7 separate regions of the Mus musculus genome follow, and regions 1, 2, 4, 5, 6 and 7 are each linked to region 3. Evidence: chromatin contacts called from public Hi-C, HiChIP or PLAC-seq and promoter capture Hi-C data. All regions are on one chromosome and are shown on one strand. The core of a region is the stretch at or near the end of the contact, and the rest is flanking DNA. Distances in the headings are between cores, read along the strand shown. Region 1 holds the start of Dpysl4 (dihydropyrimidinase-like 4). Region 2 holds the start of Pwwp2b (PWWP domain containing 2B). Region 3 holds the start of Glrx3 (glutaredoxin 3). Region 4 holds the start of Inpp5a (inositol polyphosphate-5-phosphatase A). Region 5 holds the start of Lrrc27 (leucine rich repeat containing 27). Region 6 holds the start of 5830432E09Rik (RIKEN cDNA 5830432E09 gene). Region 7 has its middle 19 kb from the start of Mki67.

Evidence for each region. Promoter capture Hi-C pulls out the DNA fragments that hold promoters and counts their contacts. Hi-C and Micro-C count contacts between places; a contact is called where the count stands out from the background. HiChIP or PLAC-seq counts read pairs in DNA pulled down with a chosen protein or histone mark.
Region 1: an H3K27ac HiChIP or PLAC-seq map of embryonic stem cells shows a contact between it and region 3, with 4 times the contacts expected there. The contact joins the promoter of Dpysl4 here to the promoter of Glrx3 in region 3. A contact is called at or near these places in 2 of 39 promoter capture datasets (cranial neural crest and hippocampal neurons) and 3 of 115 datasets of contacts at active chromatin or transcription factors (astrocytes, embryonic stem cells and epiblast stem cells).
Region 2: a contact with region 3 is called in a promoter capture Hi-C map of pre-B cells. The contact joins the promoter of Pwwp2b here to the promoter of Glrx3 in region 3. A contact is called at or near these places in 2 of 39 promoter capture datasets (cranial neural crest and pre-B cells).
Region 4: a promoter capture Hi-C map of pre-B cells shows a contact between it and region 3, with 5 times the contacts expected there. The contact joins the promoter of Inpp5a here to the promoter of Glrx3 in region 3. A contact is called at or near these places in 4 of 39 promoter capture datasets (cranial neural crest, embryonic stem cells, liver and 1 more) and 1 of 9 other capture datasets (adipose tissue).
Region 5: a promoter capture Hi-C map of pre-B cells shows a contact between it and region 3, with 4 times the contacts expected there. The contact joins the promoter of Lrrc27 here to the promoter of Glrx3 in region 3. A contact is called at or near these places in 1 of 39 promoter capture datasets (pre-B cells), 1 of 484 Hi-C or Micro-C datasets (CD8 T cells) and 4 of 115 datasets of contacts at active chromatin or transcription factors (embryonic stem cells, epiblast stem cells, large pre-B cells and 1 more).
Region 6: a contact with region 3 is called in a promoter capture Hi-C map of pre-B cells, with 7 times the contacts expected there. The contact joins the promoter of 5830432E09Rik here to the promoter of Glrx3 in region 3. A contact is called at or near these places in 2 of 39 promoter capture datasets (hippocampal neurons and pre-B cells) and 2 of 115 datasets of contacts at active chromatin or transcription factors (bone marrow-derived dendritic cells and pro-B cells).
Region 7: a contact with region 3 is called in a Hi-C map of B cells, with 7 read pairs. The contact joins the enhancer-like site here to the promoter of Glrx3 in region 3. A contact is called at or near these places in 6 of 39 promoter capture datasets (the 3T3-L1 cell line, the C10 cell line, hippocampal neurons and 2 more), 1 of 15 datasets of contacts at CTCF or cohesin (large pre-B cells), 1 of 484 Hi-C or Micro-C datasets (B cells), 3 of 115 datasets of contacts at active chromatin or transcription factors (astrocytes, large pre-B cells and stem cell-derived neural progenitor cells) and 3 of 9 other capture datasets (adipose tissue, embryonic stem cells and liver).

What each region holds. Positions count from the first base shown.
Region 1 is chr7:139,084,677-139,087,756 of GRCm38.p6, reverse strand. Dpysl4 (dihydropyrimidinase-like 4) reads right to left here and starts at 1,756. Exons shown (of 14, transcript NM_011993.4): 1 at 1,596-1,756. The coding sequence starts at 1,634.
Region 2 is chr7:139,246,950-139,249,987 of GRCm38.p6, reverse strand. Pwwp2b (PWWP domain containing 2B) reads right to left here and starts at 1,506. Exons shown (of 3, transcript NM_001098636.1): 1 at 1,345-1,506. The coding sequence starts at 1,469.
Region 3 is chr7:137,436,274-137,439,153 of GRCm38.p6, reverse strand. Glrx3 (glutaredoxin 3) reads right to left here and starts at 1,581. Exons shown (of 11, transcript NM_023140.5): 1 at 1,383-1,581. The coding sequence starts at 1,480.
Region 4 is chr7:139,387,746-139,390,881 of GRCm38.p6, reverse strand. Inpp5a (inositol polyphosphate-5-phosphatase A) reads right to left here and starts at 1,773. Exons shown (of 16, transcript NM_001127363.1): 1 at 1,418-1,773. The coding sequence starts at 1,492. It overlaps Gm46004 (a long non-coding RNA gene), which reads left to right and starts at 1,735. Exons shown (of 2, transcript XR_001778314.2): 1 at 1,735-2,316.
Region 5 is chr7:139,211,602-139,214,727 of GRCm38.p6, reverse strand. It overlaps Lrrc27 (leucine rich repeat containing 27), which reads right to left and starts at 1,740. Exons shown (of 11, transcript NM_027164.1): 1 at 1,461-1,740; 2 at 1-53. The coding sequence starts at 5. It also overlaps a transcript of Stk32c not described here.
Region 6 is chr7:135,650,755-135,653,623 of GRCm38.p6, reverse strand. It overlaps 5830432E09Rik (RIKEN cDNA 5830432E09 gene), which reads left to right and starts at 1,310. Exons shown (of 3, transcript NR_015548.1): 1 at 1,310-1,834; 2 at 2,614-2,780. Ptpre (protein tyrosine phosphatase, receptor type, E) reads right to left here. Exons shown (of 21, transcript NM_011212.3): 4 at 1,778-1,871; 5 at 1,461-1,534.
Region 7 is chr7:135,734,152-135,737,204 of GRCm38.p6, reverse strand. No RefSeq gene overlaps it. Among named protein-coding and RNA genes, the nearest start is that of Mki67, 19 kb to the right of the region's middle. Within about 2 kb of position 1,419, at least 186 of the 459 cell types and tissues checked have an H3K27ac peak or open chromatin away from gene starts, as enhancers often do. A contact at or near this core is called in B cells, where this site is marked.

The DNA.
Region 1 (3,080 bases), core at 507-3,006, 1.6 Mb before region 3:
AACGTTTTGTGAAATCCACATTGCAGCATCTAGGGATGAGGTTCATAGGTCCATTCCTGTCCATGAAATCACCCTGCCCAGGAGTCCTCAAGCAAGATAGACATGGCATGGCCCCCAAGCTGAATGGACTTCCCATCTGGCCCGTCGTGGAAGTAGCTTGCTGACTCTACTTAGCATGGCTGCAGCTCTTTTACAAACTCTCTCCAAATGTCTGAGTGCTCACTAACCAGTCTCACTGAGCATTGGTATCTACAAAGGCCTACCACAGCCACCCACTTCGTGGGGCTGGTACTCAGGACCACACCCCTCCTCTTCCCCTCTCTGCCTAGCCATTATCAGAAAAATCTAGGATAACTCAGCCCTTAGGAGGAATCTCTGAGCCAGAAATCTTGAGTTCTGGGGGTCCTTATTTAGACTCCTATTTTCAGGCACCAGAATTTGCACTCTGGGGTTCCCCGGATTTGGGGGAGCAAGCAATACTGTGATATACACTATCTAGATGAATGGGAATTCCAGTGAGCCCTCTCTCTTTTCATGAACACTGCTTGACTAGGCAGGAGACTGCTACCTCCATCTCTACTCACTGCCAGCTAGCTGGTGGGACTTTTCCCTCAGGCCTGGACCCCTAGGAACAGTAGGCAGCCAAAAGGCAGGAACTACTTTTGGTTCCTCTAATAGGAGAAGAGGACTCCCCGTAGAAGGCTAGGGAGCTGACCTCTCCAACAGCCTGATTAGACTCCAGAGCTCTTATGATGAGAACAAGTCTAGAGCTTTTTAAAGACCTCCCGGAGCCCGCGACCTGGTCCAGCTGATCCCAGCTCCCTTTCCCTTCCCCCGAGGCTTCCAGCAGCCCCATTGGGAAGGCTTTGTTTCCTGGCCGGCAGGGTGGACACACTGACCTCTCACTTTCTGCGTGTCTGTATTGAGGAGGTCTGTTCTGAAAGGGGGCTCTGTAGGGATGTTGGTTTCAGTGGTCAGTTAGTACTCACCTCTCCGTGGAGTCTCCGAACCCGGCTTCGTGCAGGGGCTCGGGGCCTCCAGGGACATCAGATCTACTAGCCAGGGCTAAATCGCTTTGTCTCGGACAAAGCGCTAGAGACACGAAAGCGGCGCGCCCAGGGGGTAGACGGCCACGGGCTGCTCTGGGAGCAGCTTCGGACGTCCGAGTGCCTTGAGGCCCCGGGGCCAACAAAGGCTGTGTCCGCCGGGCGTCCTGGAGACAGAGCTCCAGGCAATGTCCACTTGAACCCCATCCGCCACACGCTAGACCCAGCAGGAGGCCGGCCACCTATGCTCCGGCTAGCAGGCCGCTCGCGTACCCGGCCTCTCCAAGCGGATCACCGGATTCCGGAGAGCTGGCGGGGCCGCGGGCCTGTGCGCCGACTGCGCAAAGGGTTCCGCGCGGCCTGGAGAGCTCTCTCCGCTGCTGGCGGCGCGCGAAGGAGAGGGCAGAAAAGGTGGCGCTGGGCTGGGGACTGGAGCAGGTGTGGGACTCACGGACAGGGCCGGGAGGGTCGTCCGTTGAGCGTGCAAGCCAAGCCACTCCCGCCGTGGGCAAGGGGCGCAGACGCAGCGAGGGCGGGGGCCCGACTCACCGTTATCCGGGGAATGCTCTTCTTGCCTTGGAAGGACATCCTGATACACGGGCGGGCTGAGTGTCCTCGGTAGGGGCTGCGCGGGCGTGGACGTACCGACGAGGACACGCGCGGAGCTTAGGAAGTCCGAGTGTGAGCTAGCCCGGCTCTGGGCTCCGATTAGCTTATTTGCATCCAGGCCCCGCCCACCGACCGTCATTTGCATCCGGGCCCCTCCCCCTTGCTCCCGTTTGTGCTGGTTTGCTTGGAAATCTTTCCCTTTTCCTTTTCTTTTCCTTCCCTCTCTCCCTCCCTTCCCCAAGAGCATCCTGGAGGCCACAGGCTGGGACCACTGCACCCCGGTCCACCTGTGCGGAGTAGAGAAGGATGACTTACGACCTGTCAGGACCATCACTTATGAAGTTTGCAATCAGGGAATGACAGGAGAAGAGTTACCTGGCCAGCCTGGCCGCACCTAGCCTTGTTCTGTGGTGGCCCGAGGCATCCTAGGCTCCAGGGTTCAAAACTAATTCTCACATCTAGGTGGAGGAGCCAAAATCTAGCCTAGCATCTCTAGCAGAATCCATACATATTCAAGGAATGGTTCCGGGTTGGAGCGCAATCCCCTAGCCTGGTGTGACCGCGGGACTAGGGAGTGGTGATGCCTAGGCCAAACTGTTCCTTGGCAGGTCACACCAGTCTAAGGTAGGAGGTGGGTAGTCATTGAAGTGGCAGAGAGAAACAACCAAGACAAAGATGAAAGGGCTGGACTGGACACTGCCAGGGAAGACCGAAGAGGAGACTCTGTAGAGAAATCCAGGTGGGACCAGGACCGATAGCTAGCCAAGCTTCCTGCCCCAAACCTGAGTCCTACTTCCTTTACCTGCTGAGGCCTGCAGACTGGGGCCACATTGGGCAGGCCCCAGGGACAGGTTGCGTTGGCTGGATCATCTCTGCCTGGCTCTTTGGGGGCCCTGTGGTTCCTGGTGTAGCTCACCAACCTGAGGACTTCTTCAGGCTGTCGGGTGGTGCATCCATCGATAGCTCTTATTTTCCAAGACATCCTCCGCACAGCAGAAGAAAACACCAAGCTTAAGCCCAGCCAGAGGCTTCACAGACATGCAGGGTAGGGCCGGCTATCACAGTGGGAGTAGGATATTTGCAGCCAGGTGACCCCAACCCCTAGCATGAGGCCTGCATGTGGAATGGGGCAGTGCTGCAACCTCTTGGGCCCCCTCGGAGCCCACATAAGCCTTTCTGTACTGATGCTGTCCATAAACAGAGGGTGCTGAAAGCGTTGGGCCAGGCCAGAGGCACCAACTGTCCTGAAGAACCCTGGCGACTTGCCCTCAGGACACAACTTCCACCCCACTCCCAGAAGGCAGGGCAAGAGCTGTGAAGCTGGTGTCTACTCCAAGTGCTGTGGCAGCATCCATGCTGGACCATGATGCATCCATGCTGGACCATGATGCATCCATGCTGGACCATGATGCATCCATGCTGGAC
Region 2 (3,038 bases), core at 257-2,756, 1.8 Mb before region 3:
CACGGACACACATGCATCCTATAGCTGCTGCTTCCCATGTTCAGGATGCCAGCCAGCAGCTAGCTTCTATTCATGAAGGGTGTATGCATCTGCAAGCCAGGTTAGCCATTGACCTCAGGGTAGAGATCCCCCCTATCTCTGTAGACACAGCCACAAGATAGGACTACTCTCAGCCAATCTTATCTTGAGCACTGGAGCCTGAGAACTGGGGAAATGCGGGTCCTCTGCTGCAGACTCTCTAGGGAGAGGCCAGAGCAGGCTGCACAGGTTGAGCAGGGGTGCAGCCAGACCTGCCTAGGGAGGAGAGGGCAGCCATCAGCAGGGTGGGGGATGGCTTGCCTTGGAAGCTTTCAGGTGGCTATTCTGCAGCCCCTGAATGTCACCCCATTATAGGCACTCCCTGTACTAACCAACAAGAGAGGGGCACCAGTCACACGGGAGGCCATATGTTAAGTCACATGACTTGTGCATAAATGGCTTCTGGCACATCTAATGAAGACATAATGTCAGCAGGGTAACTGTCGAAGGAGGAAGGGCTCTGCTCTGTGGTGGGAACCCAGGGAAATCCGGGCTTTAGGAAGGGAAAAAGTTGGGTCTTTGAAAGCAGAGCCCTTTTCTGTTCCTAATTCCAGAATGAAGCCTGGCTGGAGCAGAAGAGTCACAGCCTGATTAATGCCTAATCATTTATCAGGCAGTGACAGCGCAGTGCCATGTGATTCTGGGTTCAGGTGGCTGTTCTGCGCTGCAGAAGCCCCTGCAAAGGGTATACAGGTGGTCTCAGGAGCCAAGCCCAATGCGCCCCTCCAGTAGAGGCACTGGCCCTGGAACTTGTATCTTCCACTCCCCCGCAAGGCGCCTCGCCCACAGCAGTGTTTCTACACCCCGCAGTCTCGCAGCTGGTCTCCACCAGCCACTCCTATAAGCCTTGGGCTTCCCCCCTCTTGTGACAGGTGAGGCCATAGCTTAACTGACCCCCTTAAACGAATCACGATTCTACAAACAGTCGAATTCAACAGTGCGTCTGAACAAAGAAAAGTGCGTTAATTATGGCAGATGTGCGGAGTTTCAGGCAAGGCTTCCCGTGCGTCCCGGCCGGCACCGCAGCCCCTCTGCGGGGCCGCACGCTCTCCTGCCCCGAAAGTCACCGCGACTTTGGGAGAGAGCCACTTTCGCACCCAGACCGGCGGCCAGCTGGCGCGCCTCGAAACCCCGGCCCAGCAGAAACTGAAAGCGGACGCCGGGCTTTGCTGCTCCTCTCGGAGCCTGCATTGGAACCTTGAATCGGTGGAGGAGTGTCCCGGGAGATTCCGAGGAGTCCCGGGCCCGCGACCCTGCCCCGCTCACTTTTTCGTGCAATCCAGCAGGATTCCGGCGAAGCTGCGCTCGCCACAGCTCACGGTGACCACCAGCGCGCCGTTGACGACCTGTTCCACCCGCACCGGCAACCGGCAGCCGGCCCGCGGCTCCATGCTCCCGCCGCCTCCGGAGGCCGCCCCCGCCCGCCACCGCCGCCGCCGCCGCCGCCGCCGGGTCAGCCCCGCGTGACGCCGCCTGACGTCACAAAGCTCTGTGTGCCGGCCGCCACCGCGGAGCTAGGCTGGGGCGCGCGGCCGCGGGCTGCGCTCCCAGGAGCCGGAGGGCGTGGGGCGGTCCGCCCGCAGCGTGCGCCCACAGCCGGCTCTCAAAGCTGGGCTTGCAACGCATTGCGGGGGCCCCACCGGGCGGGGAGAAGGGTTCGTTAATCTTGACGCCACGCAGGCTTGGAATGCCCCCTAGGAGGCCTTGCCAGGAACCGAGGGGTAGCGGGGACACTCCCCGGGTCCAGGCCCTTCCCCCACTCTGCTTCTCTGGGTTCCACCCCGGGCCCCACCTCCTTCCTGATCCTGTCCCGGGGCCACTCCCTGAGCCCGGCGCAGCCTGGGGCCCTTCCCCCATGTAGTCTGGGGGTCCCCTGTCTACCAGTTTGTGCTAGAGGACCCCGGCAGCGTCTTCTACGCACGACTCCTGTGTCCACTTGGTACTTGAAAAAGTCTGTGGACACGTGTATTTGAAGCGAATCAGGCCTGGCAGAGGAGACTCCGGGTGCCGAGGGACACCAATGGGGCCCTTACAAGAGGCCTAGTGTCACCCTCACTACAGGGCTACCTGGCACTGGGCTACCCAGGTGTGCTCGGCGCCTCCTAGGAGACTATAGTGCTCCGGTCTGTTTGAGAACCTCGCAGGGCGCGGGGCTGGCCAGCACTAGTGTTGGCAGGATTATTCTATCCAGAGCTCTTGCGTCTCCTGGGACTACTCGCTGCAGCACTCCTCGCTTAGTGTACAGTATGAAGAGCCACCTCCCATGAGCAAGAGCCAGGCTCCCCGGGCGTGTGCAACCGGGCCCGCGAGGGCAGCCTGGCCATGAGTGGGAGGTGGCGGCGCCCGGCGGACGGCTGACCGCCACCCTAGACCTCCTCCGGTTTCCGCAAGCACTTGCACTCTGAATCCGGATTCGGAATCCATAACTGACTGCCTCCAAGGGTCTGTCACGTTGCAATGACCAATGGCGTCTGTGAATCGGGCCCCTAAGGCTGACTTGCATCGCCATGACCCTGCATTGGAGGCACCAAAAGGGCAGAGAGGTACTGACCACGGATCTACCAGGCCCATGTCCTTTTCAGCTGGGGAGTGGAGTTCTTGCCCTGCTGGGACTTGCTTCAGGGCTGCTACCACTGACGCCGCCAAGGACAGCCGAGGCCGCCCTGGCGCCACTTTACCTTGCCTTAAGGCTACACTAGAGCAGATGAGAAAGTCTGGGCGGAGTCCAGCTGAGGGGCAGTCCCCCTCCCACAAACGTCTGTTTTCCTCACTCCTTCTCTCCAGAGCTGGGTGCTGCAGATTTTGGAGGAAAAAAAAAAAAAAAAACGCTGGCTACAGGAACCATTCCCAGCTCAGTTCCAGGTGGAGGGCTGGTGGGAGGCTGCCCACTCGCTCAACCCAGATACTAAGCATCTGTGCCTGAGTACTGGGGATGCCTGCTCAGTACAGCCTACAGCAGG
Region 3 (2,880 bases), core at 332-2,831:
CCATGACCCATTCTGAACAGTCACTGCAGACGGGAACACTGTCTCCCGAGTCATCTCAGGCAGACACCAGTGACAAGAATACATGCAGATGGGTTTGCGGTTTGTTGCTGTTCTTGTCTTGCCCCCCACCCCCCTTGAGAGGAAAGAAATGTTTGTTTCCTGATTTTTTACAATAGGGTCTCCTTATATACCTCTGGCTAGCCTGAAACTCACTATGAAGATCAAACTGACCTTGAACTTGCAGAATAAATGGCATGCTAACTTTTACCCACTAAGGCCTGTTTAACACATGAAACATAAAGACAAACTAAGCATGTGAAACACACACACATAAAAGAATCTTCTCAGACGATTTAAGTTCAAGCTTTTCAGGACATGTCCACACAAGCCCTCATCACTTCAGGAGGCCATCTCTGACGTCCTCCGAAACGCCTGGTAAACGACCTGGCTGGATCCATCAGAAGTCAGCTTCTACTTAATGTTACTCTCATTCTCCCTTTTTCTTTTCTTTGGGGGGAAAAAAATTTAAAATCAAGTAAACCTGAAATGCGAAAGGGTTGGAAAGGACTGGTTTTGTTGTTGATGAAGATGAGTTGTTGTTTTCGGTGCTAGAAGTTGAACTCAGGGTTTCTTGTGTATTAAGCACTAGCTACACTGCCAGCCTCTGAATGAGCTATTGTAATTCTCCTCCATACTGTATGGAGTAGCAGATGTCAGCCAGTCAATCTGCCACCTGCCCACTCTGCTCAGTGAGGATACCAAGGCCCCCACATTAGTGGAGAGAGCTTCCGGTACGCCAACCACAAAACAGAGCTTTAACAGAACCGGTCCATTCACCCGGGAGGAAGCCGAAGGGGAGGTTAGGAAACTTGCCCCAGGATTACAAGCACATAAGGGGCTAAGGAGAGGTTGGGGATCCCCGGCAGTGGGCCCTGAAACCCCTCCCTCACCACTCTGCATGCAGATCAAGGCAGGGCAGCATCCTAGAGCGCCGAGGTCCTGGTTTCCCACGCATCCCCAGGGCTGGCCTCAGGAAGGCTTGGCCAAAGGCGAGGCGCGCGCACCCGGCCGCCGCAGACCCTCCCTTAGCCGGCTGGTGGTTCAGGAAAGCCCGGGACCCTAGCTGGGCCTGCAGGCTGGTCGCCAGCCAAGGCTTCCTTCAGGAGGCGCCACATGCGGGTCTCCGGAGGGCAGGTCCATTGTGCACGCGGGCCGCCGCGGGCCGCTTCCCTAGGAGGGGCTACCGCCGCGGCCCAAGTAGGGCCGCCGTTGGACCACGAGCTCAGCTCCGGACGTGCCGCGTTGGGAAGCCGCCCCCAAGTCCCGTGACCCCCCGGCCCGCCGCCCTCTGGTCCCCGGGCCCTCTCGCCGCCCCCGCGTACTTGGTTTTGAGGCGCAGTAGCTCTTCAAACTGCTGGGCAGAGCCGACTTCCACCACTGCCACGGCTGCCTCGCCTGCCTCGGCCGCCCCCGCCGCCATGCTGTCTCCGCCAGACACCAGCAGTCGAGCGCCGGAGGCTCGATAGGGCCGGACGGACACGCGAGGAGGCTGCGCACGGGGAAGCCACGCCCGCTGAGATCGGGGGCCCACCCCTGACACACTATGCCACGCCCTCCGGCACTGAAGGTCACGCCCTCGGACTGGGAGAACTGGGAGGCTCTGGGTTGGGCTAGCGGAGCCTCCTTGCTTTGTATTGGTGTGCTAACTAGCTAGATGCCTTGGCCCCTGGCTGTTGTAGCTCTGGAGCTCAGAAACCTGTAATAGGAAGGGATGTAAGTATGTGTGTATTGTAAATTAGAGTGAAGTCAGAATAGAACATTGGCAAGCTGAAATCTCACATGAAGCTGCATAAAGATGAACTAGGAAGTCTTAAGACTAAAAAAACAATAGTGTCTGAGCACAACCCTGATAGTCCTTGTACCTCAGTCCTGGAGGAAACTCGAACTCTTCTAGAGGTGCCCTCAGAACCCCATAATCAACCTTCAGTACAACTCTGTGACACCTGTTAGCCGTTGCAGCCTTGACACAAGACCTAAATGGCTCGCCCCATTGCCTCTAAGAACCGTTAGGCTCCTTTTTAGAGTTCCTGCACCTTCCCACCCAGGCCCAGCCTCCATGACCCTCTTACTAGAAGCTTCCCTGTACGGGCAGTGACTCGCCAGTGGTATCTTCTCCACACTCTTTCCCATGCTAAGGCAGGAAGTTCCTTAAGTTTGAGTCCAGCCTGGGCTCTACAGTGAGTTCCAGGCCAGCCTGAGTAACAGTAACAGATTACAGATTGAAATATTTTCGATCGATTGGGAATTAAATATGTCCTTTTACCTCTGCTCACTGAGCCATTTTAAAGAACACAGGAGAGTTGCTTGCGGTGGCCACTCCTGTATCCTATTGGCAGCCCTGCTCCTATGATTACAAAAGCCCTGGAAGCTGTGTCACACACATCTTGAGAAACACCCCTACTAAAAATGTGGATCACAGTGCTCCAAATGCAACAGGACAAATTGTTCTGCTTCTTGGCTGGGGGGGGGGGGGGCAGAACCCCAAACTTAGGACTGTAAGAAAATAAACATACGCCAATACCAATAAAGCCATAGAAACCTCAGAAAGACATCAGGGTCACACGCGGACATTAACATCCTGATTATAGTATTGTATTACAGGTTTGCAAGGTGCGATGGGTTGTATATGCTCAGCCCAGGGAGTGGCACTATTAGAAGGTGTGGCCCTATTGGAGTAGGTGTGTCACTGTGGGTGTGTGCTTTAAGGCCCTCATCCTAGCTCCCTGGAAGCCAGTCTCCTCCTGGCTGCCTTTGGAACAAGTGGTGGAACTCTCAGCTCCTCCAGCCCCACATCTGCCTGGATGCTGCTATGCTCCCACC
Region 4 (3,136 bases), core at 524-3,023, 2.0 Mb before region 3:
ATGCTCTCTGCCAGGAAGGAAACAGGACCCTCGCCTGAAATCTACATCAGGCCTGTATCCAAGCCCTGGCACCATCCCGACTGTTCACCTAGGTAAGGGGGTGGGTGGAGAGGGAGGAAGGGGAGTCAGTGGCTCCAAGGTTTCATCTGTGGCATTACCCTTTCTTCTTCAACAAGCATGCCACTTGGAGCCGCATCCTGCTTTATTTGGGTTGGCAGTTTAAGTACCAACAGCGGGGTGGCACCATGGCTGCAATGCTGAACTAGGTCAGCCCCAGCCTGCTCCAGGGAGCTCCCAGTGCCCCAGGCCTCAGCTCCCTTCTGCCTCCCAGAGGAGAAGAAAGCCCAGGGTTCCAGGGTGGGACTGGAGAAGCCGTTCTACAAGATAAAGGCCTTTGGCATCATTTTTGGCCTTGAAGAGCTTTTCAGCACCTTCTCATTTAGTAAACAGGAATATAAAGTCCCCCAAGGCTTGAAGAGAGCTACCTCATTTGAGAACTAGTGCTATTGCAAGTTACATGGCAAAATGAGGTGCCTCACGCCTCAGGCCCCTCAGAAGACAAGACCAAGGGATGGGATATAGGTACCAGGACTCAGATGATGGAGCTCAAGGTTTGGGACTGAGGTCTATTGGGAGGAAGGTTCGGGGATGGGAGATGGGGTGTAGAATTAGAGGCAGGGACCTCACTCTGGGGCCAAGAGTAGGTGTAGGATCTGAGGTTTTAGGGTAGAGACTCAGAGTTCAGGGTCAGTGTGGTATGGGTTGAGAGGAACAGGACCAAAATTTTTGAAAGCTGGGTTTCTGGAACCAGAAATCAGACTTGGGGGATCAGAGTCAGAGACTGGGGGCCAGGGGGTGAATCAGAAAACCTGGGGTCAGCGTATGCTTGGGTTTGGAAGCCAGGACATCCAAGTATCAGGATTCTGGGTCAAAATTCCAGGTCAGTACTTGTGGCTCTGGAGTTCCAAGGCAGGAAAAAGATAGGGATTTGCTGTCTTGGGAGCAAAGCAAGGAACCAGCATCAGGATTCAAGGATCTGGACTGAGTCTGGGTTCCTGTAGTATGGGTTAAGACAGGGGTTCAAAAACTGAGTCTTCGAGTTTGGCCTCGGGTACCAGAAAAGCGGTGTTAAGGTCCCGAGTGTGTAGCTGGAAGTTTCCTGGCCTAGGGTACCCCCCTGCTATGGGGTCAGGGTCTGTCTGGGGCTTGGGAAAATCCTGGTCGGAGTCTCCAGCTGTGGGTAGGGGGCATCAGAGTCACACGTCCCAAAGACAACTGGCCCGGAGTCCGCGGCTATAGAAGACGCTGTAGGGGCCGGAATTTAGGGTCTCCAACTGAAAATGGGGATGTCAGGGTCCCGGGCTGGGAGACTCCTAGCCCGTAACCGCCCCTCCCTAGCCGACGGCGCGGCACTTACGTCGTCGAAGAGCGAGCCCACGTTGGCCGTGACCAGCAGGACCGCGGTGCCGGGGGCGGCCGCCTTCCCCGCCATGGTGCCCGGGCGGAGCGGGCTCTGGACTGGGTGGCGGCGGCCGCTTCCTGCGGGGCCGGTAGGGCTGGGGTCTCGCGGGGCCGCGGGGCGTCAGCTGCGCCGGGGGACAGCACAGGGGCGCATCGCGGGCTTGGCGGGTCGGACCGGGCCTGGCCGGGGCTCCAGCCTCGCGGTCGCGGCTCTTCGCTGCTCCGCGGCCCCGCGCCCGCTCGCCGCCGCGCCTCACAGCGGCCCGCGCGCAGCCATTAGACCCGCCGGGAAAGTTCCCGCAGCCGCCGCCGCCGACTCCGGCTGGGACAAGTCCCGCCCCACAGGAGGTGGGACCCTAGAAGGCGGGGCTGTCGGTCGCGCCGGGGGTGGGGCCTCCCTATGGGGCGGGGCCTGCACACAATCTACAGACTTGGGTCTTAGGCTCCCTGGCTCCGGGTCCACTGGAAGGGCGGGTTCTCGAGCCTGAGTCAGGCTGGGGGTGGGGTTTGTGCAGGGGCGGGCCTGCTCACAGGAGCTAAGCCTAGGGTGGGGCGGAGCCAACACCAGATGGAGGAGGGGAGAGGCGGGCATATGGGGCATTCCTGTCAGTCAGGCCCCTGAGTCCTCCCCTGGCTTTGCCCCGCCCTGCCGCGGTTACGCGCATATTCCACCCTCCACTCCCATGACGTCACGACCCTGTTACCAAAGCGCTTCTTAAAGGAGCCGCGAGTTTGGACGACTACAGCCCGCCTTCTTGTTGGGAGCCCTGGAGATCCTTGGAACCTCTGTCCTGGCCCCCCATCCCCCCCCCCCGATGTGGAACCGGTCTTCAGCCTGGGTCCAGGCCCTCGCCGGTACGGGGAGTCTGACGTAGGCGGACCGTGGGAGGGAGCAGGGCCACGGAGAATTAAGGAGGAGCCTCCTCCAGTCCCAGCTCTGGGTCTGCAAAGAGTGGGTCTGCAGATCAAGTGTATGGGATTTTGCAATTTCCTAACACGTCCACCCAGTTCCTTATATAGGACTTTGCTTACAAAACAGAAAGCTGTTGGCATCCAAAAACAGAAAACTAATAAATCCTTTTAAGAAGCAAGCGTATTGATGTACTCCTGTAATCCCAGTACTCGGAAGTTGTGGCAGGATTGCTATGAGTTCGAGGCCAACCTGAACTCATAGCAACCTAAACTAGCTTGAGACCATACCCCGCCCCTCCCACCTAAAAAAGAAAAAGTTCAGATTAGGTGTTTGGATAGCCAGCTGTGGCCCCCATGCCACACCCAAGGACAGTTCCCAAGGTGGGGGATGTGGTCAGTCCGGGAATTTTAGCCACCAGAGAGAGCTGGAGGTGGGGGGCAGGGAGGTATGCTAGTTAGAAGAACAGAATCAGTCCTACATGTAGAAGGAATCAAGAAATTTCTCTGAGATAGAGTCAGTTGTTCCTGGAGGTGGGACGGGGCTGGTAGGGAACATATAGTGAGCTGGGTAACCCTTGCTAGTCTAGGCCTCCAGAAAGCCCTGTCCAGTGGGGCTGCTGCGCTGTAGCCTGCGAGGAGGCATCCAAAGAAACAGTACTACAGACATACTAGAACCCTGTTTGCAACGACAGTTCTTCTGGTGGGTTCATTCTTTAATTTTGTATTTAGTTTGTATGTATGGTGTGCATTGGTTCAGACACAC
Region 5 (3,126 bases), core at 491-2,990, 1.8 Mb before region 3:
TCCATGTGATGCGCTCCAGTGGCCACTGCTCATCCTTCTTGGTATGGAGTCACCTGGAAACAAGGGGGGTGGGGGTGGTGTGTGTGTCTTAGCAACCAGAAGTCACACGGGGGTGGGGGGGTGGGGGGAGGGGGGATGGACTCGAGTTGCTGAAAAAGCAACAGTACTATGAATTTAGCTTTAAACTTGTAAATGCTGGGACATAAGGAGGTACTGGTTATATTCTTTGCTCCTCACGCTGTACCACAAAGTTTGAAGAAGAGAATGACAATTATGATTCGAGAAGGGGGGCTCAAGTAGTCTGGGCTGGCCTCCAACTCACTGTGGTGAACTTCTAACTCCTGATCTTCCTGTATGCACCTCCAAAGTGCTTAGATGACAAGCAAACAGCCACCTGACTACAGTCTAACTGGAAGATACCAGTGGAAACAAGCATCCAGGATGAAAACACCGGGGGACTTTTCAAGTTTGCAAAACACCTGTAAGATGGGAAGAGATAAGACAGTTTCCTATTTCCACCCTGGAAATTCCTCTGCTTCTTGTATCCAAGACTCTGAAGTCAGGAAGCCAACCCCTGCCTCCCACACTGGCCCAGACCAGACCAAAGAGGTATCTAGGTGGGCACTAGGGAAAAACCTGGGCAATGACAATCTTGCATCTTAGTTCAATAATCCTGTTGCTTAGCCAGGGTATTACTTGCAAAACCATCCAAGCAAAGAGGATGGCTGAAAGATCTGCCAAATGCTGGCACACTTTCCTAGTTTCACTCTCCTTTAAGGAGCGGGTGACTTTTCAGTTAAGGAGCTGGTCTTAAAGGTGTACAATTCATGGGGAACCTAGGTCTGCGTTGGCAGGAGATATGCCACCCCCCCCCCCAAGCTGGGTAATGGGTCTCCCTAAGGTCTCCAAGCCTTTGCATAGTCTACGGCTTATTGTATTTTTTTTCTACACCTTGGAATTAGGAGGAAAGATTCTGCCTCCATCAAATTACATTGTAAGGAAAATGTGTGGACAAGAGGGAGGCAGGGGACTAGTGATGCTGTTTCCAGACTGGGCTGGTAGGGGAACTCGACTTTTGGACCTCAATCCCATCTTCCCAGGTGCGGCCACTGTAAAAGGGTAGGGGATCTAGTCATAGTTCTCTCCCACCACCGCGCCATCAAAGGCTGACGTTCACAGGACCCCCAGCAGACCAGACTCACTGCTCTGTGAGTCTGTGGCGGTCTCCTCAACCCAACCCAGCGTCTACTCCCGCCCGCCAGACTGTGACCCCGCCCCACAACCTGGTGGCCGGGTCCCATCCAGTGCAGCCGGCTAGCGGTGACTGACGTAACAGCTATCCCACCCTCCAGCCCCGTTGCTCTTCCCCGCCCACCTGCGACTCCGCCCTGACACGTCGGCTGCCCCGCCTCCGAGAGGCTCAGGCACCACCTAACAAACCAGCGAGCTGCGCGGTTTACCAGGTCGCCATGGAGACGCTGCTGCGGTACGGAGGCCGGAAGGCATCAAGTCGCAGGTCTGGCTTGGGATAGCTTCGGTGCGCGTGCGCTTACCGCCTCTTATGCTGGAGGTGGGCGACAAGGCCAGAAAGAAACTTCGAGAGGATGGGCTGGTGGATTCGGGGAGGGCTTGGGGACCCGAAGGAGGTCGAGTGATGCTTCTGCTGACCAGACCGTCTTCCAGGGCCATGGACCCTCGGGCCTCAGGCCTCTGGAACTGACCGCTGCCCTCCGCGCCTGCGCAGAAGCAGCTGCCGCAGTGCTGCGCTCTCGGCTTCCCAGGCTGGTGCCGGGTTTGCTGGCCCTTTTGTCCTGGGGCCTGGATCTGCACAGACTCTCCTAGTGTGGAAACTTGGAGGCTGTCCTTTTCCATTTAGAAACCTGCAGAGCAGGGTATTCTGGGAGGCAGGTCAACCAAGTCCATAGACCCTAAACCTTTAGAGAAAAAGGATCCCTCCCGAAAAGAGAAATTACGGGAACGTGGTAAACTGCCTTAGTATCAGATCTGGTGGGGATAGAAGGCCCGCTGCGGATTCTAGAGGATCCTGACCAATGAAGTGATATGGGTCACTCCTTTCTGGGGGCCAGAAGTTGAGATCTTAGCAATTTCCACCGTTTTTAGTGAGTAATGTGTCACACACAGAGCAACATGACACGTCATCAATTCTAAGGGAAACTATCGGAAATGAACTGGCCTGGACATTGAATTATGCCCTTAGCTAACGTGCTCAGTGATATAATCTTGCTAAACATTTTTGAAGTAGCAAAGCAGGATGGAACTGAAAGTATAAGATGGGACCAAAGTGGAAGTCTAGATCCAAAACAACAGCAAATTTTGTTTACTCAGGCCAGCAAGATGAGTTAATGCTTAGAACCTAGGTAGGGGAGAACCAATTCCACAGAGTTGTCCTGTGGTATCCCCTATATGAATGCAATAATAAATTTAAATAATAGAATAGAATTTTCAATTCATTTACTAATATATTCTTTAGGACTGAAAGTGAGATGGGAGTAAGTTGTAAGAAAATATCCCCAAACAAGAAAACAAGAAAACCTAGGAAACTCAAGAGTTGTGGGAGCCCAGTAGCCCTCTGATCAAATGTCTCCTGATGTCCCTTCAACACTGCAGAGATGGCGGCTGGCAGCTGGAATCCCCCCGAGTGTTCCATTGGTTACAGGTTGCTAAAGCTTGGGGTCAAGAGGTGCTGTGAGGAGCGTTAGGATACAGAGCAGGCAGGGCATTCCTGCCTGGCCACACAGGCCATCAGAGAGGCCCCTTTCTGGTGGCTCTCAGTGGAATGCTTGCCACGTACTCATGGGATCACCAGAATCCATTTAAAAAGTTCAGGTGCAGCAGTGTATGCCTATAATTCCTGTTCTTGGAGACAGGCAAGCGGATTCTGAGGGCTCACCGGCCAACCAGCCTCAACCACTGTGGAGCTCTAAGCCAGTGAGACCCTGTGTCAAAAAACAAAACAAACAAGTTAACAGCTCCTTAGGAACAACACCCATAGTTGACATTCAACCTCTACATATGTACATATACCCACCCACATATGTGTGCAGATATGTACACACACACATGCACACGCACACAAGTACACATGCTCCACCTTTCCTGCTACTA
Region 6 (2,869 bases), core at 61-2,560, 1.8 Mb after region 3:
CACTCAGCCTTCCCTCTAGCCTATGTTCCTTCCACGCACGGCATGGCAGCTTCATGATACTAGATCCAGAGAAGAGTAATCACAGGGCTCTGGGTATACACTCAGAGCAGATGGGGGGACTGCCAGGATCTCTGTCTTGCAGCCTCCCCTTTTTGGCAATGCATAGACCCGCTTCCTTAAATCACATGCATTACAATGCAGAGAAACAAACCATCTCTGAAGCACGGGAGGAGAGGACACTACAAAGGGCTGCTGGGGACTGGCATTTCTCTCTTCACAGAGAGGGAGCTGGTTCCATAAGATCAGTAGAATAAGTCAGCTGTCACCTTTGCAAAAGGCCCTGTCCCACCTGCAGAGCTCACTGAGACACCCTTCGGCTGCAGCCAGATGAGCTGGTAGAAGCCTTTGCCTTCTTGCCCCTCCCAGCCACACTCTTCCCTCTGCACTGGCTTTTGGGATGTGCGGGGAGGCGAGAAGGGCAGGTTGCAGACTGCAGATGCACCAGACCTGTCTATGCGGATGTGCAGGTCCCCCAAGCCCTGCAATGCTACCGCTCAGCTGAGCCCTCTCTTGCCCATAGCCTTCCCATCTGTGGGGTTGTGTTAGTTCCTTTACTACCTTGGGGGAGTTCTAAAGTGTCGCTTGAGTTCTGACGGCATGCACGTTACCTCAAGGCAGGCAAAGCTCTGCAGGAAGTTAGAACAGAAAGCTGGAACCACTGCTGTGAGCCAGCGTTTTGTGTTTTAAATCGTCACTAAAAACCAGGGGCTCGGCATATATTGGGCAGGTGCTACGCCACTGAGCTGTATCCCCAGGTCCCTTGGCCATTTGAAGATGGATCTTGTTACGTCGCTCAGTCTGGCCTTGAACCTGTGTTGCTTCTGCCTCAACAAGTGCCTTCGAATACTGAGATTAGAAGCCCATGCCACCCCGACTCAGCTAGAGCCTGCACCTTTGAAACCACACAGAGAGGAGAGAAAAACAAGCTTTCATAAGCAGCGTTTACAAGTTAGGACACAGCTGGAATCTAAGTTAGGCATGTCCCCTCACTGGCACTCCTTCTCAAGAGCGATGAGCTCTGGCAGAGCAGTGCCCTTTCCAGCTTGATCCTGAGGTAGTACCGTCACATCTGAACACTCCTCACCATGAGTTAGAGCCCTATCACGGGGTGATTTCAAAGGCTTCAGTGAGAAATGTGACTTGGCAAAGCCCTGCTAAACCGACAGGATATGAGTGGTCTCTTTAAAAAAAAAAAAAAAAAAAAAAAAAACCTCACAAACTGAAATGTCTCAGACATCCGCTCTCTTGCAGGGAAAAAACGACCTCTCACACTAAGTTCCGAAACAGAGATTCTGGGTTACTAGCAAGTGACAGCGTGAGCCCAGGAGGAGCTGGAGAGAGTGGCAAGCTTGAGTGACAGCCCCATGCCTGCCCGCTGTACCAAGCCCAGTGTACAATACCTTGCTCTTCTAAGATCCCGTTAGGCATTTTCTTGTCGTTGCTGCTGACCACGGCCTTCCTCTGCTTCCGGAACCTTAAAGGCACACACAAGATGTGTTAGGTCTCAGCACCGCGGGAACCCCCAAGCCCTGAGTGTGGTGATACCCACCAGGTGAGCCGGGAAAAGTTCTTTCTGCTGCTCATGGCTGAGCTGTGTGGCAGCTCAGGCCTGGCCAGCCGCTGTCTGAGCTGTTTGGGCCCACACCCCCAGCCTCCAGCACACTCATTTCCTCATAGGAGCTGGTGAGAGCACGTCAGCGCCTGGGGACACTCCTACCTGAAGAAGTAGGCTGCAAGCAGGAACAGGAGGAGGAGCAGGGGCAGCAGCAGCCAGGTGAGCAGCGGCTGGGATGCACCAGGGTCCGGAGGGCCTGTGGGTGGGTGGGGTGGTAGAGGGCAGAGACCCCATCAGGACCTTGGGTAGGGGTAAGGACTTCCCCCATGCTACAGTTTAGAAATTATCTCCCTTCAGTTCTTTCCAGGGGACAGAGGAGTGCAATGGTGGGACTTGTTCAAGGACTCTGACGAAGGGTGACCTCCTCGTACCCCAATGTACCCTGCTCTCTCTCTCACACACTCTCTCTTTTCCTTTCCCTTTGGTTTTCAGAGGTAGGGTTTCTCTTCTCTGTATAGCCCTGGCTGTCCTGGAACTCACTCTGTAAACCAGGGTAGCCTTGAACTCAGAAATTCGCCAGCCTCTGCCTCCCAAGTGCTGGGATTAAAGGTGTGCGCCACCACTGCCCAGCCCAGCTATTTCTCTAAGCATCTTTGGCCCAGCCTCTCTCTTCAATGAGGAGGTGGAGGAAGGTGGCTTCCCCTCAGGGTACAGTTGTTGTGTCCCAACCCAGATGAATCAGGAGCACCAGGTATAAGGAAACAGCCCGGTCCCGAGGTTTGATACAGTTATTGAGGAACAGGCACACAATGGCCTGGCTTTTCAGAGCCTTGAATTCTTTGTCATAGAGACTGCTGGCTTCCTGGAACCAACTTGTGCATCCATTCTTCACACCTCCCAGGTCCACCTTCCTCAGAGAGACACATATCCCTACCCTTGCACCGTGCCTTTGGTGTCCTTGTGGTCATCAATTGACCCATTCTCTCTCAACCTATTAGGGTGCCCTCCTATCACCACAAAGCTCCCAGCCAAAAGGCCCCATCAAAAGCCTGCTTCTCCAGTGAATGAGTGTGGCTCCTGTGAACTGGTCCAGAGGAGCTATGATCTGCAGCTGGTGAGCACATGCTATCAGGAGTGAGCCGGTCTCCCATGGGAGGCCCTGGAGGTGAGTAGCTCGATTTCCATCCTCTTGAGTTCCAGAAGTGCCAAACATTGTCCCCAAGCTGAGTGTGTGTGCCAGGGTTCATGTCCTTC
Region 7 (3,053 bases), core at 170-2,669, 1.7 Mb after region 3:
GATCACCATCTCTGGTCTATTAGGGGCTAGACTCTGCTCAGCTTTTTTGACTCATCTTATGGAGTCTACCCCAGGGTTACTGCCTCTACTACTGTGTGGTGGAGTGTCGTAGTTAGGAGTCAAGACATCTGTAGGAAGCAAGAAGGCAGGCAGCTGGAGAGGGTGGAGGGGAGAGGCCTTCAACAACAAACTAAACACCATAAGGGGAGAAGAAAAAAAGCCTCTTCGACACAGCCTAGCTTCAATATTGGAGGTCTCCATCTGCAGACACATAGTAGATTTATATTCTACTGCCAAAACAGGAGTGTGGTTACGGAAATAGTTTTAGGTTCTCTGGATTTGTACGCTTTCTTCTGTAAAATAAAAGCATAAACAGGCAAGCAATACACCTAGACATTTGGGCTCCAATTAAGAAGGCCCTGTTCTTAGGGTAGCCCCCAAGAGTGATCTCTCCCCGTGATTGCACCTTTGGACCTCTGGAGTATTCAGAGTGACAGGGTACAAAGTGGTTGGGAAGGTTGGGAGGAGCCTGAAACTCTCAGCAGGGTGCCCAGCCTGGAGCAGGTCCTCCTTGTCGACTGACTGTAGCCCTTCTAACTCATTGCTCTTGCTGTTAGTTCCTAAAAACTCAAGCAGTTTCGAAGTTAAAAGAACGTGTCCTGCAGCGATTCTCCTCTAGATGGCAGCAACACTCAGAACCCGCTAAAGCTCGCCTCCCAGGCCGCTGGCTCTGTAAATCCGGAGTGATCCCCTATGCAGGCAGCCTGCCTTTTGGACACTCCAAGTTCTTACTCCTCTTTAGCACGCTGCCTCCCACAGTAGACGCCGAGCATCTCAAACACTGAGTGGCTAATTACGCAGATAGGCCATGCTTCCAAATTGATCTTATTTTGCAGGCTGGTATTTTCTCATGCTATTATTGTTAAGGGGTGGTGGTGGTGTAAGTTGATCAACGCCAGTCATTGCGATATTGAGCTGCAAAGTTTTGAAAGTATTTGTTTCATAATGTGTGAGACAGAATATGGCTCCACTTCATTCACAGTTTTTCAGCCTACGGTGGTTATGTTCTAATAATCCTGTTCCAGCAGCCCTGAGGCTGAGTTTGGTTTTGTTGCAAGGTCCCAAGCAGGGCGAAAGAGCAGACAGGACTCTAAGACTCGCACTTCCCTCTTTGGCACAGGTCTCCCAGTGCATCACTGAACAGTGCAGTGTCTAGGCACTAACGCTAGGTGGAGACCTGAAGCTGCTGGCCTCTGGATGTCGCTTAAGCAGCCCCTAGTCGGCCGACTAGTCTTTAGCACGGGTCCCAGCGCAGGCAGGGCGAGGCTGGGCTCTGCACCTGCGCAGACCTCGGAGCTCCTGTGCCCAAGATTCCGGGTTGCACCTATAGTGTAGTGGCCCTAAGTGGCCGCCAGGTGACGCTGTGGTCCCAGCCATCGAGCTCCCAGGCCTCAGAGGCCACCGCAGTGATCTACCGTCTGTGCAGAGGGTGGAGCCTAAGTAAAGGGAAAACTGATCCTTTGCTCTGCCAGAAGATTCCAGAACGCTGGGTTTTTTTTGTTTGAAAGGCTAGCTATCCACCACTTTTGAGTTTAATACAAATCCTTTTTTTTTAAACACGTTATGTAACGCTGAGTTGATCTGGCTGGGGAACCTGACATCAGGCCTTGTCCTGTATTGAAATTTAAGCTCTACGTGTTAGCAATTCCTCTAAACTACAACAGCTTGCAACTCCACCCTTCAGGTAGTGCTAGCAGGCAAGCAAATAGCAAGACTGCTCCGTGCCTCCCCCTTCTCTTCCCTCACCCTCTCTCTTTCCACCTCCCCATCCCCCACATGTCCCCAGTGACCTCTTTCCCTCTTCCTCTCTCCTCTCTTTCTGTTCTTCACTGTTACCTTCCTTTCTCTGCCTCTATCCACTCTCCAGGTCCCCTTCCCATTCTTAACAATAAACCTTCTTCATATTAGGTCTATTACACGGCTGATCCCTCGGGAAGGACACCTTGGGCAGGCCAGCTAGGGTGCTCCCTCCCGCTGCACTATTACACCTCACCTGCCTCCTTTTATAAACACACCATTGAGGAGGCCAGGAAACAGGAATTACCAGATCTGGAAGGAGTTGAGACTTCATGCCCTCAGGGGTGCGGTGGGGCCTCTCCCTGCCTACCTACTGCCAGCCACGGGGAACCCCTTCCCAGAGAAGTTTAGCTGCTATTGTTTAGTGTTTGTTTGATTGGAGGTTTGGGGTTTTATTGGGGACAATTTTTCTTGTAAGTGGGGTGTGACTACATAGCCCAGGCAGACCTTCAATTTAGGGGCTCATCCTGGATTGCAGGTGCACATCATTACACCGGGTTTCTAATGTTAAGAGATGAAGCACTCCTTTTTAAAGCTTTTTTTTTCCTTCCTCAGAAAACCCAAGGTACACAGGAGACAGTCATGAAATGAACTCCATCCCAATGGCTGTACCTCCCAAGATTCAGTAACCAACATCATTCATGTCCACTCTTGTTTTGTTGAGGAAAGCTCCAGATAACATCTCTCTACTTTCACAAATACTACATAATAGCTAGGCATGATGGAGCAAGCCCAGAATCCCAGCTCTCTGGAGGACAACTCGAGAGGCCTGGAGTTTGAGGCCAGTGTGGGCTACACGGCAAGACTGTCTCAAAATAAGCAAACAGAGAGACTGCAGTGGGCTTCCCTAGGAGACAAAGATTGCTCTTAAATACTAATACCATTGCTGAGCTAACTATACCGCCTCACACGGACAATATTTCCTGGATATCATCATCTATTTCCTCGGTACTCATATTTCTCAAACTGTTTCATGAACATAGAGACGCTATTAGCAGTTGTAGCTTTCCCCAATCGTACCCAAATAAGGACCATGAATTGCGTTGGGTCGATTCAAATATTGTTTGAATTAGGGTTAAGTTTTTCATACAGTGGAAAAAACAGATATGATTTGTGTTAATTCTAATAGTTTTGATAAACAGAGACCTTTTGTATGGTAAACATATCAAGCAAAAATATAAACTGATATCCATCCC